4 separate regions of the Mus musculus genome follow, and regions 1, 3 and 4 are each linked to region 2. The links are chromatin contacts, called in public HiChIP or PLAC-seq maps. All regions are on one chromosome and are shown on one strand. The core of a region is the stretch at or near the end of the contact, and the rest is flanking DNA. Distances in the headings are between cores, read along the strand shown. Region 1 holds the start of Snhg12 (small nucleolar RNA host gene 12). Region 2 holds the start of Atpif1 (ATPase inhibitory factor 1). Region 3 overlaps Phactr4 (phosphatase and actin regulator 4). Region 4 overlaps Eya3 (EYA transcriptional coactivator and phosphatase 3).

The links. HiChIP or PLAC-seq counts read pairs in DNA pulled down with a chosen protein or histone mark.
Region 1: a contact with region 2 is called in an H3K4me3 HiChIP or PLAC-seq map of embryonic stem cells, with 22 read pairs. The contact joins the promoter of Snhg12 here to the promoter of Atpif1 in region 2. A contact is called at or near these places in 7 of 39 promoter capture datasets (the C10 cell line, the HPC-7 cell line, cranial neural crest and 3 more), 4 of 484 Hi-C or Micro-C datasets (B cells, CD8 T cells, embryonic stem cells and 1 more), 21 of 115 datasets of contacts at active chromatin or transcription factors (the 230-238 cell line, the SCID.adh cell line, bone marrow-derived macrophages and 12 more) and 2 of 9 other capture datasets (adipose tissue and liver).
Region 3: a contact with region 2 is called in an H3K4me3 HiChIP or PLAC-seq map of embryonic stem cells, with 13 read pairs. The contact joins the enhancer-like site here to the promoter of Atpif1 in region 2. A contact is called at or near these places in 1 of 484 Hi-C or Micro-C datasets (bone marrow-derived macrophages), 10 of 115 datasets of contacts at active chromatin or transcription factors (bone marrow-derived macrophages, craniofacial prominence, embryonic limb bud and 5 more) and 3 of 9 other capture datasets (adipose tissue, liver and pancreatic islet).
Region 4: a contact with region 2 is called in an H3K4me3 HiChIP or PLAC-seq map of bone marrow-derived macrophages, with 4 times the contacts expected there. The contact joins the enhancer-like site here to the promoter of Atpif1 in region 2. A contact is called at or near these places in 5 of 39 promoter capture datasets (the C10 cell line, the HPC-7 cell line, cranial neural crest and 2 more), 1 of 15 datasets of contacts at CTCF or cohesin (large pre-B cells), 13 of 484 Hi-C or Micro-C datasets (the 3T3-L1 cell line, the C10 cell line, the CH12 cell line and 8 more), 8 of 115 datasets of contacts at active chromatin or transcription factors (the 230-238 cell line, the HPC-7 cell line, the SCID.adh cell line and 4 more) and 4 of 9 other capture datasets (adipose tissue, embryonic stem cells, liver and 1 more).

The regions. Positions count from the first base shown.
Region 1 is chr4:132,307,144-132,310,207 of GRCm38.p6, reverse strand. Snhg12 (small nucleolar RNA host gene 12) reads right to left here and starts at 1,530. Exons shown (of 5, transcript NR_029468.1): 1 at 1,301-1,530; 2 at 305-370; 3 at 1-57. It overlaps Snora16a (small nucleolar RNA, H/ACA box 16A), which reads right to left and starts at 743; the gene lies at 608-743. Snora44 (small nucleolar RNA, H/ACA box 44) reads right to left here and starts at 255; the gene lies at 139-255.
Region 2 is chr4:132,534,029-132,537,245 of GRCm38.p6, reverse strand. It overlaps Atpif1 (ATPase inhibitory factor 1), which reads left to right and starts at 1,832. Exons shown (of 4, transcript NM_007512.4): 1 at 1,832-2,507. It overlaps Dnajc8 (DnaJ heat shock protein family (Hsp40) member C8), which reads right to left and starts at 1,687. Exons shown (of 9, transcript NM_172400.3): 1 at 1,583-1,687. The coding sequence starts at 1,660.
Region 3 is chr4:132,386,555-132,389,635 of GRCm38.p6, reverse strand. It overlaps Phactr4 (phosphatase and actin regulator 4), which reads left to right. Exons shown (of 13, transcript NM_001161797.1): 3 at 2,571-2,744. Among named protein-coding and RNA genes, the nearest start is that of Phactr4, 34 kb to the left of the region's middle. Within about 2 kb of position 1,820, at least 16 of the 459 cell types and tissues checked have an H3K27ac peak or open chromatin away from gene starts, as enhancers often do. A contact at or near this core is called in embryonic stem cells, where this site is marked.
Region 4 is chr4:132,688,417-132,691,860 of GRCm38.p6, reverse strand. Eya3 (EYA transcriptional coactivator and phosphatase 3) reads right to left here. Exons shown (of 17, transcript NM_210071.2): 7 at 2,071-2,156. Among named protein-coding and RNA genes, the nearest start is that of Xkr8, 42 kb to the left of the region's middle. Within about 2 kb of position 2,015, at least 3 of the 459 cell types and tissues checked have an H3K27ac peak or open chromatin away from gene starts, as enhancers often do. A contact at or near this core is called in bone marrow-derived macrophages, where this site is marked.

The DNA.
Region 1 (3,064 bases), core at 281-2,780, 230 kb after region 2:
TAGGAGCCTGACAGGCCGTCTTCTCAGACTCTTCCAAGAAATAAGCTCAAGTGTAACCTGCAGAAGAAACATTTGTTGTAAATACCACAGAACAATAGCCTCACAGGTAGAGGGCGCTCAACTTGAGGCCTGATATACATATATAGGAAAGATGAGTGGCAGCTGCAGGCACTGTGCTGACCTGAGCTGTCAAAGTCTCTCCATTACTCTGGCATGCAGTTGGAGATCCCATGGCTACAGGCAGCCACAGCCCTTGGAAACATGCCTCAGGTCTCCCCGGGTAGTGCAACTAAACGGAGCTTACCAGACCCTTCTGCTGTATCGTTGTCCATTATCTTCTGGTCTCCCTCCTCACAATCTTCATCAACAGCTAAGATGAATGGCAACAGAATTAGCCACAATAATCTTGTTCCATATTCCCAGTCATTACCTTATAGGGACTGTGACAGTGACCAAGGCATTGTTTATTTACCAATAGATGATCAATACAGGCCTGAATTGTAAATCAGATTGAGCTCACTCACCGGTCTACCTCCTATCCCCTCCCACCCCCCCCAGGAATAAAAGCCTAAAGATTGCTACATACTCCAGAGAAATAGTAAGGTGAAGCTGTCATTTTCCACAATGTTGCAGATCAGTTACAGGAAACAGAACTGCGACCGTCAAGGAAAATTCTTTCTCTGGGCCACCTTTTTGACCACAGCAGCTATGTAGAAGCTGCTGCAGCTTCGATAAGGGCCACAGACAGCGATAGCAATTGCTAGACCTCAAACCCACAAGCCACATGCCTCACCACTGCCTACTAGAGAGACGCCTGAAAAGGCAATCCTGTGGGCTCCGATGGCTCCTAGTTCAATACGTGAAGCTTTAGACATTGGGATAGGTTCCTGACTATAACCCAAAGCAGTCTCAAATTAATGACCCTACCGCCTACAAACGCTTTTTAACGCGCTGTGGACATCAGGTTTAGCTGAATAAAATGGCGGCTTTTTGCAATCAGAAAGCGAGAAAGCCGAGGTTGTATAATCCTTGCCCAACTCTGTAGGGCCCATTATCCTGACTTTTTTTTTTTTAAGGCTTTAATACTATGGTTGACATAGCGATCGCCTAGCACGTGGTAGGACCCAAATTCCACCCAACATAGGAGCGAGGTTAATCACAAAAAGGTCGCTCGGAGGTAATGGTCACAGGCCCTTCCATTGGCGTCATCCTAATAAGGTTACTGCACCCAAGCACGTAATCCAGTAAAGGCACAAATGCTCTTACCAGATCCCGTCACCCCCAAGCCTACAACACTCACGGGTCAAAAGGCGTGGGGCCCTGAGTTATCACTGCGCATGTGGCCATAACCCGTGCTTCCTTGGACCAGACGGAAAAATCCGGTCCCTTCCCGGCAGGCTCGGTATCTCACGAATCATCCGGAGAGGCGGACGGAGCTGGTGGGCTGGGAAGATGGGGGGCGGGCAACGTTGGGTAGAAGTACAAGGCGCCATAACGAAAACAGACAGGGACCGCGGATGAAGCGAGAAAGGACTGAGAACGGCCTGCACCAGGATTATATACTCTCGCGCCCTCTACTGAGTCTGCGTCATCCACCTGACGCACGGCGCCTCTGGGAAATGTAGTTCTTAGCAAAGCCGGGTTCCTGCTCCTTGTCTGGCCCTGATAGTGGTTTCGACCCAGGCCAGAGCGCTCAACTCAAATCTCTGACCAACTGCCATCACTATGGATTAAGTTCCCGGGCGACTTTGAATTACACCGATCTTAGAAAGGGTTTTCCACATTTGGATGTGCTTAATAAAGAGATTTTGCAAATTAAAAAAAGAGAAGAAAAAAAAAAATGGAGTTTTCCCCCGGAGCATCCCGGGATGGCCTAGAGGGTAACAGCATGCTGGCAGATCTTCTTAAAGAATGACCCTCAGAAGCCAGGCGTGGGGGCGCACGCATTTAATCCCAACACTCGGGAGGCAGAGGCAGGCAGATTTCTGAGTTCGAGGCCAGCCTGTTCTACAAAGTGAGGTCCAGGACAGCCAGGGCTACCCAGAGAAACCCTGTCTCAAAAAACCAAAATTTTGTTCTTCTTTTTTTCTTTTCTTTTCAAAGATTTATTTATTTATTTGATGTATATATGAGTACACTGTCACTGTCTTCAGACACACCAGAAGAGGGCATTAGATCCAATTACAGGTGGTTATGAGCCACCATGTGGTTGCTGGGATTTGAACTCAGGACCTTTGGAAAAGCAGCCAGTGCTCTTAACTGCTGAGCCATCTCTCCAGCCCACCTTTTTTTTTTTTTTTTCTATTTTATTTTCTTTGATAGGGGAATATAGTTTATTTGGCTTATAATTCCAGATTGCAGTCCTTCATGACAGGAAAGTCACGGTCGGGGGTCCGGGGGGATGGCTAGCAGGTTGTATCACGTCTACAGTTTAAAGTAGAGAGGTGACATTTTCTTTTCTTTTTTTGTTTTGTTTTGGTTTGGTTTTGGTTTTACAACACAGGGTTTCTCTGTAGAGCTCTAGCTGTCCTGGAACTCACTTTGTAGGCCAGGCTGGCCTCAAACTCAGAAATCCTCCTGCCTCTGCCTCCCGGGTGCTGGGATTAAAGCCATGCACCACCACACCCGGTAACATTTTCTTTTTTTTTTTATTTTTTGTTTTTATTTTACACAGCATCTCACTAGTTTGTCCAGGCAGACCTCAGCCTCTCAAGTAGCTGGAATTACAAGCATCCTTCCAGGTCCAATTTCTTTCCTTCCCCAATGTTAGGAAGGGTGTCACTGGACTTACCACATGCTGCTCCCAAGCTATTCCCCTTAGCTCCTACATACACCTGAAAAAATAGGTTTCCAGGCAGGAGAGATGGCTCAGCAGTTAAGAGCACTGACTGCTCTTACAAAGGTCCTGAGTTCAGTTCCCAGCAACCACATGGTGCCTCACAACCATCTGCAATGTGTCTAAAGACAACTACAATGTACTCATAAAATAAATAAATAAATAAATAAATAAATAAATAAATCTTTTTTTTTTTTTTTAATTTAAGAAAAAATAGGTTTCAGGCTG
Region 2 (3,217 bases), core at 583-3,082:
ATCCTGGGTTTGACCCTTGGCAAAAGAAAACGGCTGGGTGTGGTGGCTCATTCCTGTACACGAGCACTTAGGAGGCTGAAGCAGGAGAGTGAGCCCTAGTTCCAAGCAGCCTACACTGCGAAGTGAGTAAAGCCACCTAAGCTTCATTGGGTACTTGTCTTAAAAACAAAAGGACAAGCAGGGTGATGGCGGCAACCATCTTTGACAGACACGGGTGGGTGATCTCTGTGAGTTCAAGGCAAGCCTGGTCTACAAAGCACCAGGACAGCTAGGGTTGTACAGGGAAACTCTTGTCTCAAAAAGCCAAAACTAAATTTAAAAAAATATAATAAAAACACAAGAGGGCTAAATCAGAGTCCGTGCTGATTGTCAATGTTGCACCGGGAAGCACAGGCCTTTCTTCTCTGTTTCCTGCCTGAGGATGTCAACTGCCCTGCCTCCATTTTCCACCAAGATGGACCAAAATTTCTCCAACTGTGAGCAATGCAAAATATGCTAACAATGTGAAGGAAAAAAATATTTCCTAACATAAAAAAAAAATTTTTTTTTTGTTTTTGTTTTTTGAGACAGGGTTTCTCTGTGTAGCCCTGGCTGTCCTGGAACTCATTCTATAGACCAGCCTGGCCCTGAACTCAGAAATCCGCCTGCCTCTGCCTCCCAAGTGCTGAATTAAAGGCATGAACCACCATCGCCCGGCTTACAAGTATTCTTATAAGCACAAGAGATAATGGCTCTGGTCCCAGCACTTTGGAGGCTGAAGCAAGAGGGTCCAACCTGGGCTACCAGAAAGTACTTAATTCGAAAACGACTGCTTTATAATTTTCAAGCTGCTTTTTTATACACGAAACCCTTTAATCGTCGTGAAAACTCTTACAATGTTAACTTGCCAGTGTGGGAACTGATGTCTTGAAATTTCAACAGCAGTTAGGCTAATTGCCTTGCGAGAACGCAATATGTGGGCCTCTGACGCCAGATAGCTAACTTTAACTCAGTTTATTCATTCATTTAATCAACGGATATATGCGAAACATCCACCACGCATTAGGCACTGGCGATGCAAATGTCAACAAGGCTCAGAGCAAGTTCACTCCTGTCCTACCTGACACCAAGAACGTATGCACCCTCTTAAGAGGTTCGTCATGTTAAAGATGGAGGGTTCACATACGCATTCTTGTCCCGATGAACAGTGCTCAGCACTGATAAGACCGCAGAAATCGCCACTCGCACAATTCATGGCAGAGGAGTGGGACAAGGGCCTCCTTCCTGTTTACAAATAAAAGTGGGTGCGCCGCAGCTCGGCCTCCGCCAGCCGGAGACTCCACCGCCAGCAGGCTGCACCGCGCGACCAGCAGCTCGCCGGGCCCCTCTCCGGGTCTGGGTCCACAGGCCCAGCCGCCCCGCCGCGTTCCGGGGACCTCAGTAGCCACAGTGGCGGTCGCGCATGCACTCCGCAGCCGATCCGCAGTCCCCAGGCCAGACGGCGCGGGCCAACGGTCCCAGGAGGCGCCTCGCCGGCCCCAGCCGCGGCGGACGAAGCCGGAGCACGGTCGTCCTAAGGCCACCATCCTTACTCCGGGCTCACCTCACTGTAGAAGGTCATAAATGCCTCCTCTGTGCTGCCTCCGCCACCCGAAGCACCACTCTCTCCCGAAGCCGCCATTTTCCCGGCTAACCACCACGTGACCGTTCTGCGCAAGCGCAGCCTCACGTAACCACCCAAGCCCGCCTTCCCGGACTCCCCGCCCGCCAGCTGAACTTAAAGGGGCCGAGACCTCTTTTTTTTTTTTTTCGGTTTTAGTTTTGGTTTTTCAGAATAAGGATAAAGTTTCATAGTGTTGCCCTGGTTGTCTCCAGTCTCTGACAGAAAGAAATCTGTTGTCTCTGGATATACCTATTATTATTCTGGACATTTCCCATGGATGGAATCTACTTATACAATTCTTATTTAGGTTTTTTTCATGTGACAGTTTTTTGGTTTTTTTGACCCAGGATTTCTCTGTGTAGCCTTGGTTGTCCTGGAATTCTCTCTGTAGACCAGGCTGACCTCAAACTCACAGAGATCTACATGACTCCCTGGAGTGCTGGAACTGGCCTGGGTAACCACCATGTACCAGTTTTTTAAGAGTTTATCCCAGTGGAGCCTATCCTGGTACTCCAGAGGCAGAGGTAGGCAGATCTTCTGAGTTTGGGGCCAGCCTAGTCTCTATAGTAAGTTTCAGGACAGCCAGGCCTGTGAAAAAAAAACTGTCAAAAAAATTTTTTTTTTTTTTACTGCATTTTATGGTGGCATCCAATTCCTCAAAGGTATGTCTATGCTATGATTTGTTGACCTCTTCAGTAGTTCAACATTTGGGGTCTTCTCACCTTTGGACCACTGTGAAATAGTATTATGAAGCTGGACATATGCCTGTAACCCCAACTCTGGGGAGGTGGAGACGGAAAGATGAGAAATTGGCTTCTTCACTGCGAGTTTGAGGCCATCCCGAGTTACAACAGATCTCATTGAGGTAGGGACAAAATCGGAAAATGGGATGGAAGCAATTATGAGCATGCATGTATAAGGATCTGTGCTTGGAGTTTGTTATTTAATTTTTAAAATTATACTTACTTATTAGTGGGGGCACAGTGTCACAATGCACATGGAGAGGTCAGGGAGAACAACTTTCAAGAGTCCGTTCTCTCCTTTCACCATTGGGGCCCAGCACTAGCCCTATGTGTGGGGGGCGGGGGGGGTGCGGGGGGGGAGTGTATGGGGGGGTGTGGGTGTTTATTCGTTTGTTTCTGAAAACAGGATCTTGTTATGAAGCCCTGGCTGGCCCAGAATTCCCTTTGTCGAATAGGCTAGATTAAGCTAGATTAAGCTCTTCCTGTGTGCCTCAGGAGTGCTGGGATTACAGGTTTGTACCACCAGTTCGCTTGATGTTCTTTTCAGTGTCCTTGTAGCCCGTCACCAAGTTATTAGGTCCATTCACCGACACATTGATACAGTTCAAAATTACTAATTCACTACCTACTAAGGCTCTGATGGCTTCACAAAGTAAACTGTGAGAAAGAACTCAGAAGCAAGGATAAAAAAAAATTGCTGTCAGGATGACTAGGAAGGTCAAAGAAGGGTTTCTCTGAGAAAGTGACATTTAAGGTGAGAGAAGGCACTGCAGTGGCAATATAACCAAAGAACAAGAACACCTCTTAAGAGATAAACACGATTTCATATGTA
Region 3 (3,081 bases), core at 571-3,070, 150 kb after region 2:
ACTGAGAGTTTTAAAAGGATTCATGGCCCCACTTCCTGCAGATCCTGTATATTATAAAGGCAGTTGGGCTGATTCTAAATATTTGGACAGACATGTGAGTCAGTGAAATAATATGCAGTTTGTCATTGAGACTAGGGAGTGGAGAGGAGGAGGAGCAGAGATGTGAGTGAAGCCGGATGTGGTGGCTCACACCTGTCATCTCAGCATTTGAGAACAAGACCATGGAGGTTCTGGGGTTCAAGGTTATCTTCAGCTACAAATAAATTCAACGTCATCCTGAGCTACTTAAGATCCAGGTTTTAAATTTTGCTTAAAACAAGCAAAAATAAAAATACAAAGATAGATAAATAATTAAATGTTAATATGAATGAATGAATTGGAAAATATCAAGGTTCTGTTCTTCTAAAACATTTGACAAAATTAGATACTTATGAAGAGAGAAGCAAAGGAGACCCTGTTCCTGCTGGGCACTCGGGAGGCAGAGACAGGCAGGTCCCTGAGTTTGAGGCCAGCTTGGTTTACAGAGAACACTTTCTTTTTCACTTTCTGTATTTAGTGATATGTTCAGTGACCTGCTTTATACAAAGCAAAATGAGAATGTGTGTGGGTGTGTGTGTGCGAGTGTGTGTGCATGTTTCAATTGGGTTTAAACCTAGAGCCACATACATGCTTTGGAAACTTGAGGTACATCCCTACTCCTTGTCGTTGTGAATCCTTGAAAGAAAGATGACATATAAATATATTGTTCAACATAATGAAGTTTTTTTGGTTTTTTTTTGAGTGGGGGGGTTTCGAGACAGGGTTTCTCTGTATAGCCCTAGATGTCCTGGAACTCACTTTGTAGACCAGGCTGGCCTCGAACTCAGAAATCCGCCTGCCTCTGCCTCCCGAGTGCTGGGTTTAAAGGCATGCGCCACCACGCCCGGCTCATAATGAAGTTTTAAAAGCATCAAATTAAATTTTAATTTGGAACGCAGTTAGTGGATCTCTGTAAATTTGAGTTTGAGGCCAGCCTGGTCTACAGAGACTGTTCTAGGACACCCAGAGCCATACAGAGAAACCCTCCCTCACATAAAGGAAAACGGAAAAGGAAGTGATTAGCTATGATTTTTAAGCAGCAGAAGAGGCTAAGTGACGGATGATACTTTGTTGAGAGGCTTTCAGGCAGGAGCTTCTCTGTGCTGCTAAAATGTTGGCTGCTTTTCTTTATGATCTTTTCTTTAACATTTTCAGTCCAATTAAAACTTTAGGTGTAGTTTTCCTTTCTTCAGTCAAATAACATTTTCTGATTATTTCCTGGAATGCCTGTAGATGTGCTAACAGGAGATTTACAGGAGTCATATGTGGAGGCACACACCTGTAATTCCAGCACTTAAGAGGTTAAGGCGGGAGGATCACACATTCAAGACCAGACCTAGCAATCCATTGTCTCAAAAAACCTAAACCAGCCCCAAGATGCCTCCTAGGTAACGGTGCTGGAAGCCACTCTTGATGATCTGGTTCAGTCCTGGGGCCCATGCAGTGGAAGCAGAGGAGTGAGCTGCGTCTCTCTCCTCCACGGATGCTCTGTCTGTGTGCTCCTCCCCTGCCTCCACACCCACACAGATGCACAGAAGCTAAATTTAAAAAAAAAAAAATGTAATTGAAAGAAAACAGTAACACAAAGCTACAGTGTCAAAAGGAGATCATTGTGTTCAGTACAAGTGTCAGACTTTTCCTGCCTCCAACATTGTTGCTGCTAGTGGGAAGGGAAGTGCGATTCTGTGATGCAGCAAGCACCTTAACCCCAGGAGTAGGCCACAGAGCCTTTCCTTACCCCTAGATGGCTCCTGAGGCCCCTGGGACAGTGGGTGGGGCGCAGGCTGCATTGTACTGCCTTCCTGCATTTTTGTTATTGCTGCCTTCCTGCTCTACCTTCAAAGCTAACTAAGCCCTGCACATGTGTCATTATGAGGGTCTCGAGACCTTTGACCTCAGTCGTGAACGTGTAGCATGTCACCTATGTTATAGATCCTTACTATCAGGATGTCCCTAAGTAATACTGTGACAGGCAGTAGAACCTCACCTCCACTCTTCCAACTCCTTCCATGTCAGGGCATCTTCTCTAACGCCCTGTCCCCACCTCGTCTCCCAATCTTCCACAGTTATGCAGCGCTCTTTGTGTGTGGGGAGAAAAATGTGATACACAGACACAAGGTGTGAACACTTGATGACTTGCCTGTCCCTGAGTTACTTGAATCGTGGGAATTGCTGAGAGGGTAATATTTAACAGCGATCCCCTCAGTCTCCGGAGGGAGTCCTTGCTTCAGTGATACAGAGCTTATACTGTATTGTGTATGCTAATGATGTCGGCTTGATTCTAGCATCTCCCTAAATTTTCCTCTTAAATGGCTTCTTTAGTGATTTAAGTTTGAGTTTGGGCCTTTGTCCATGTAATGTCCGGAGTGTGACTGTCTGCGTGATTGTCATTGCTCTGATTCTTTCCGACTGCTACAGGAAGAGGGGACATTTTTAGAGGCTATATAAGGATAATAAATTGGCTGTCCCTTCCCGTTCCTCTCCATGAACAGAAGAAGCAGAGCAGCCCTCTGGAGACCCAGGCATGGGCATGGACAGTGTGGAAGCAGGGGACACAACACCTCCCACCAAAAGGAAAAGCAAGTTCTCAGCGTTAGGCAAGATCTTCAAGCCGTGGAAATGGAGGAAAAAAAAAAGCAGTGATAAGTTCAAAGAGACATCAGAAGGTAAGGTACTAAGATTTAAATGTTCTGAGGAGCGAGGGGGGTGCCCACCTAGTTTGAGCAAAGCCCTGGGCTCTTCCCCGATTGCAGAGAACCTGGTGTGCTTGTGCTCTGCAGCTGACCCCACAGAGGGGAGGCGCAGAGATAAAAGGATCAGAAGTTCAAGGTCCTTTTTAGTTAGACATTGAGTTTCAGGCCAACCCGGGCACCAGGAGATCTTGTCTCTAAACAAACAAACAAACAAACAAACAACTAAACAAGGCTTCTATTTTTTTTAAATATTTATTTATTGTTATATGTAAGTATACTGTTGTTGTCTTCAGACACACCAGAAAAGGGC
Region 4 (3,444 bases), core at 766-3,265, 150 kb before region 2:
TGAAGGAGTTGAGCAGAGCAGCTGAGGCTTGGCACTGTGAGAGGCCATGGAAGGCCATTGGTGAAAGTCCAGCCTCATTTGCAATTGATGGCCCAGGACTGAAGGGGTCATGCCGTGTTTTGGAGATGCCAGTACCATGAGATGACCACCAAGAGCAGCAGCAGCAGTGGAGTACAGGCATCTGGAGCCTAGAGGATGACGCGTGTGCTACAAAGGGCCTGGCTGGAGAAGTGACCCAAGCCCTTGGAGGAGCCCAGAAGATCGTAAGTTGGATCCCAGACATTGGACGGTTGGAGATTGACTTTTGCTTTTGATTGTGGCTGTGCCCTGATATTTTCCCTCTTGAAGGAAGAAACTGTTTTAGTGGAGCCCACAGTTAAGAGACTTTTAATTGTAAAAAGACTTTGGATTTTAAAAGAGATGGATATTTTAAAGAAATTGAAATTTTAAGAATATGTAAAGACTGTGGGACTTTTAAAGTTATTTAGATCTTGGGGATGAATAAGAATGTAAGGGTTGAGGCTTACTAGTGATGTGTTTGTGTGTCAAGTTGACAAGGGGTCAACTGTACTGGTTAGTTTTGTGTCAACTTGACACAGCTGGAGTTATCACAGAGAAAGGAGCTTCAGTTGAGGAAATGCCTCCATGAGATCCAACTGTAAGGCATTTTCTCAATTAGTGATCAAGGGGGAAAGGCCTCTTGTGGGTGGGACCATCTCTGGGCTGGTAGTCTTGGTTCTATAAGAGAGCAGGCTGAGCAAGCCAGTAAAGAACATCCCTCCATGGCCTCTGTATCAGCTCCTGCTTCCTGACCTGTTTGAGTTCCAGTCCTGACTTCCTTTGGTGATAAACAGCAGCATGGAAGTGTAAGCCGAATAAACCCTTTCCTCCCCAACTTGCATCTTGGTCATGATGTTTGTGCAGGAATAGAAACCCTGACTAAGACACCTGCTTCAGGAGTAAGTTATAATGTGAAAAACTAAAGACACTATCCTTCGAAGATCAAAACAAGGGCTGTGAAAGGAGAGATCCTATATGGGGCTGCACGGCATACAGCTGGGAACGTAAGAGAAACACTGGGCCACTGTGAACGCACATGAACTCAGCTCAGGAGTCAGGCAGGAGGATGAATGTAAGTTGAGAGCAGCCTGGTCTGTGGCGTATCCCAGGAAGCCAGGAGTACAGAGTGAGGTCCTGCTTCAAAAAAAAAAAAAAAAAAAAACTCTCCCACCCAAAACAGAACAGCCCCCTATGAGCCCCAAGGTACGTGTGGACTTAAAGAATAAACACAGCACCAGAGAGACAGTGAGGCACAGGAAGTCAAGGAGGACATTAACTGTAGCCAGAAATCACAGCCCATGGAGACAACAGCAGTCAAAGAAGTTGCTGTAGACAAAGTCTGAGCGTGTTAAAAGCAAAACAAACTCTAAAACACTGAAGACTTGATAGTGATCTTTAAGCACACATATAACAGTGATCAAATAAATCACAGCGGGCATGGTGATAGTGGTGTACACCTTTAACCCTAGAAATTGGGAGACAGAGGCATGAAAACCTCTCTGAGTTCAAAGTCAGCCTGGTCTACAAAGCAAGTTCCAGGACTGCCAGGACTACACAAAGAAATCCTCTTTCAAAAAACATGGAAAGAAAAACAAACCAAACTACAAACAATAGTAAGCAGGTGAGTGGAGGTAGTATTTACTCATGCCACAATAGTTCTGAGTTCCTTCTGAGTGAGTGCCAGGGAGGTGTTAGGCTCTGGGAATATAAAACTGATCAAAAATAGAAAAATAAATCCTGGTCCTTTTTGGAGTGCACACACTAGTGAGAGCATTGGGGAAGGCTGGGGTTAACAGATAATGCCTCAGACAGAACCATACTCCTGGGAGGATTAGCAAGGAACAGAGAAACAGGAGAGCAGCCAGAGTTCTGAGGGCATCCAGCAACAGGGCTCAAGAGTCTACACCATTCCTAGTCGTTCCCCTGATGGGCAAGCTGACCATGGAAAGAAGAGAGGAAGTGAAAGTTGGGTGAATCATCTCAAGGAAGATGAACAAAGGGGCACAGTACCTGGTTTGAGATGCTGGCCACAGCTGCTGCTGGAATATTGGCAATTGCAGATGAAGTGGGTATCAGGCTGGCATTTGTGCTTGAAGCTACAGGATTGAGAGGATTAAGAGATATTAAATGTAATTAGATGTAAACGGCTTAAAGATATGGAAAACAACCCGTTTTAACTGAACATATTGGCAAGGAGACAAAGAATACTGGGTAAAGAGGCAAATGCTGGAAGCTGGAGAGATGGCTCAGTTGTTAAAGAGTACTGGCTGCTCTTCCAGAAAACCTGGGTTCAAGTTCTAGCACCCATATGATGACTCAAAACTGCATGTAACTCCAGGCCCTCCTTCTGGCCTCTGTGGTACCAGGCATACATATGATACACAGACATAGAAGAAACAAAACACCATATACATAAAATCCATTAACAACTTTTTAAAAAAGCAAACACTTGTTTTGCATGCAATACCACAGTGGGGCTTGATTACAAACAAAACCCTGGAGGATTTGCTTCAATTTGAGTCTATGGGAAGTCCTAGACGGATGCATCACAGCTCACACTGACGCACCACACCAGTGAAGTCAGCACTAAGTCAAATCATCCTAGTCTTTTCTAGAAGCTGAAGAATGACTCCCCTGCACGTGACGTGACAGTCTGTAGAGCTCTGGTGAGTCCGATGTTGTGGTATTGTTTATGGCCATTTGCCCCGAATTATGTCTCTGCTGAGGGACATACTTACATTGAGAAATAAAGCTAACTCCCCCACCTCTAAAATGCTTACAACGGCTATATTCAAATAATGGGTTATTAGTGTGGGTCAGAAAGCACTATGAGGACCAGCAGGATGGCTTAGCAGGTAATGCTGCCTGGTGCTAACCTGAGAACCTGAGGCAGAGAGGCCTGGGGTCCACATAGTGGAAGGAGAGCTCTGACTTCGAGCTGTCCTCTGACCTTCACACGTGTATTGCGGTGTTCGTACACACACACACAAATGTAATAAAAAATTTTAACACCACTATGATTTGTTATTTAGAAACTTTATCAATAAACCCTCAAAGACTCAGAAGATTAAAAAATCTCATCTGGTCAGGTAAAAATGTATTCTATCAAATAACTACTTAGAATGTCTTTAAATTTTACATATTTTTGTAAAAACAGAATCTATCAGGTTCTAAGCTCAAACTTCAGTGATTAGGAAATAGCACATGGCTTTGCTCAGGTGACAGGGTAGTAGTCAGTGTTGCCAGGCATCAGTTCTGAACTCTTCTCTCTCACGACAAGCAGGGAAACACGGTTCCTGCTGCAGCCACCCACCAGAAGGACCAAATTGAGCAGCACAAAGTTCTCCAGGGGAAAGCCAGCAAGAAAACCTCCACTAAGAACAG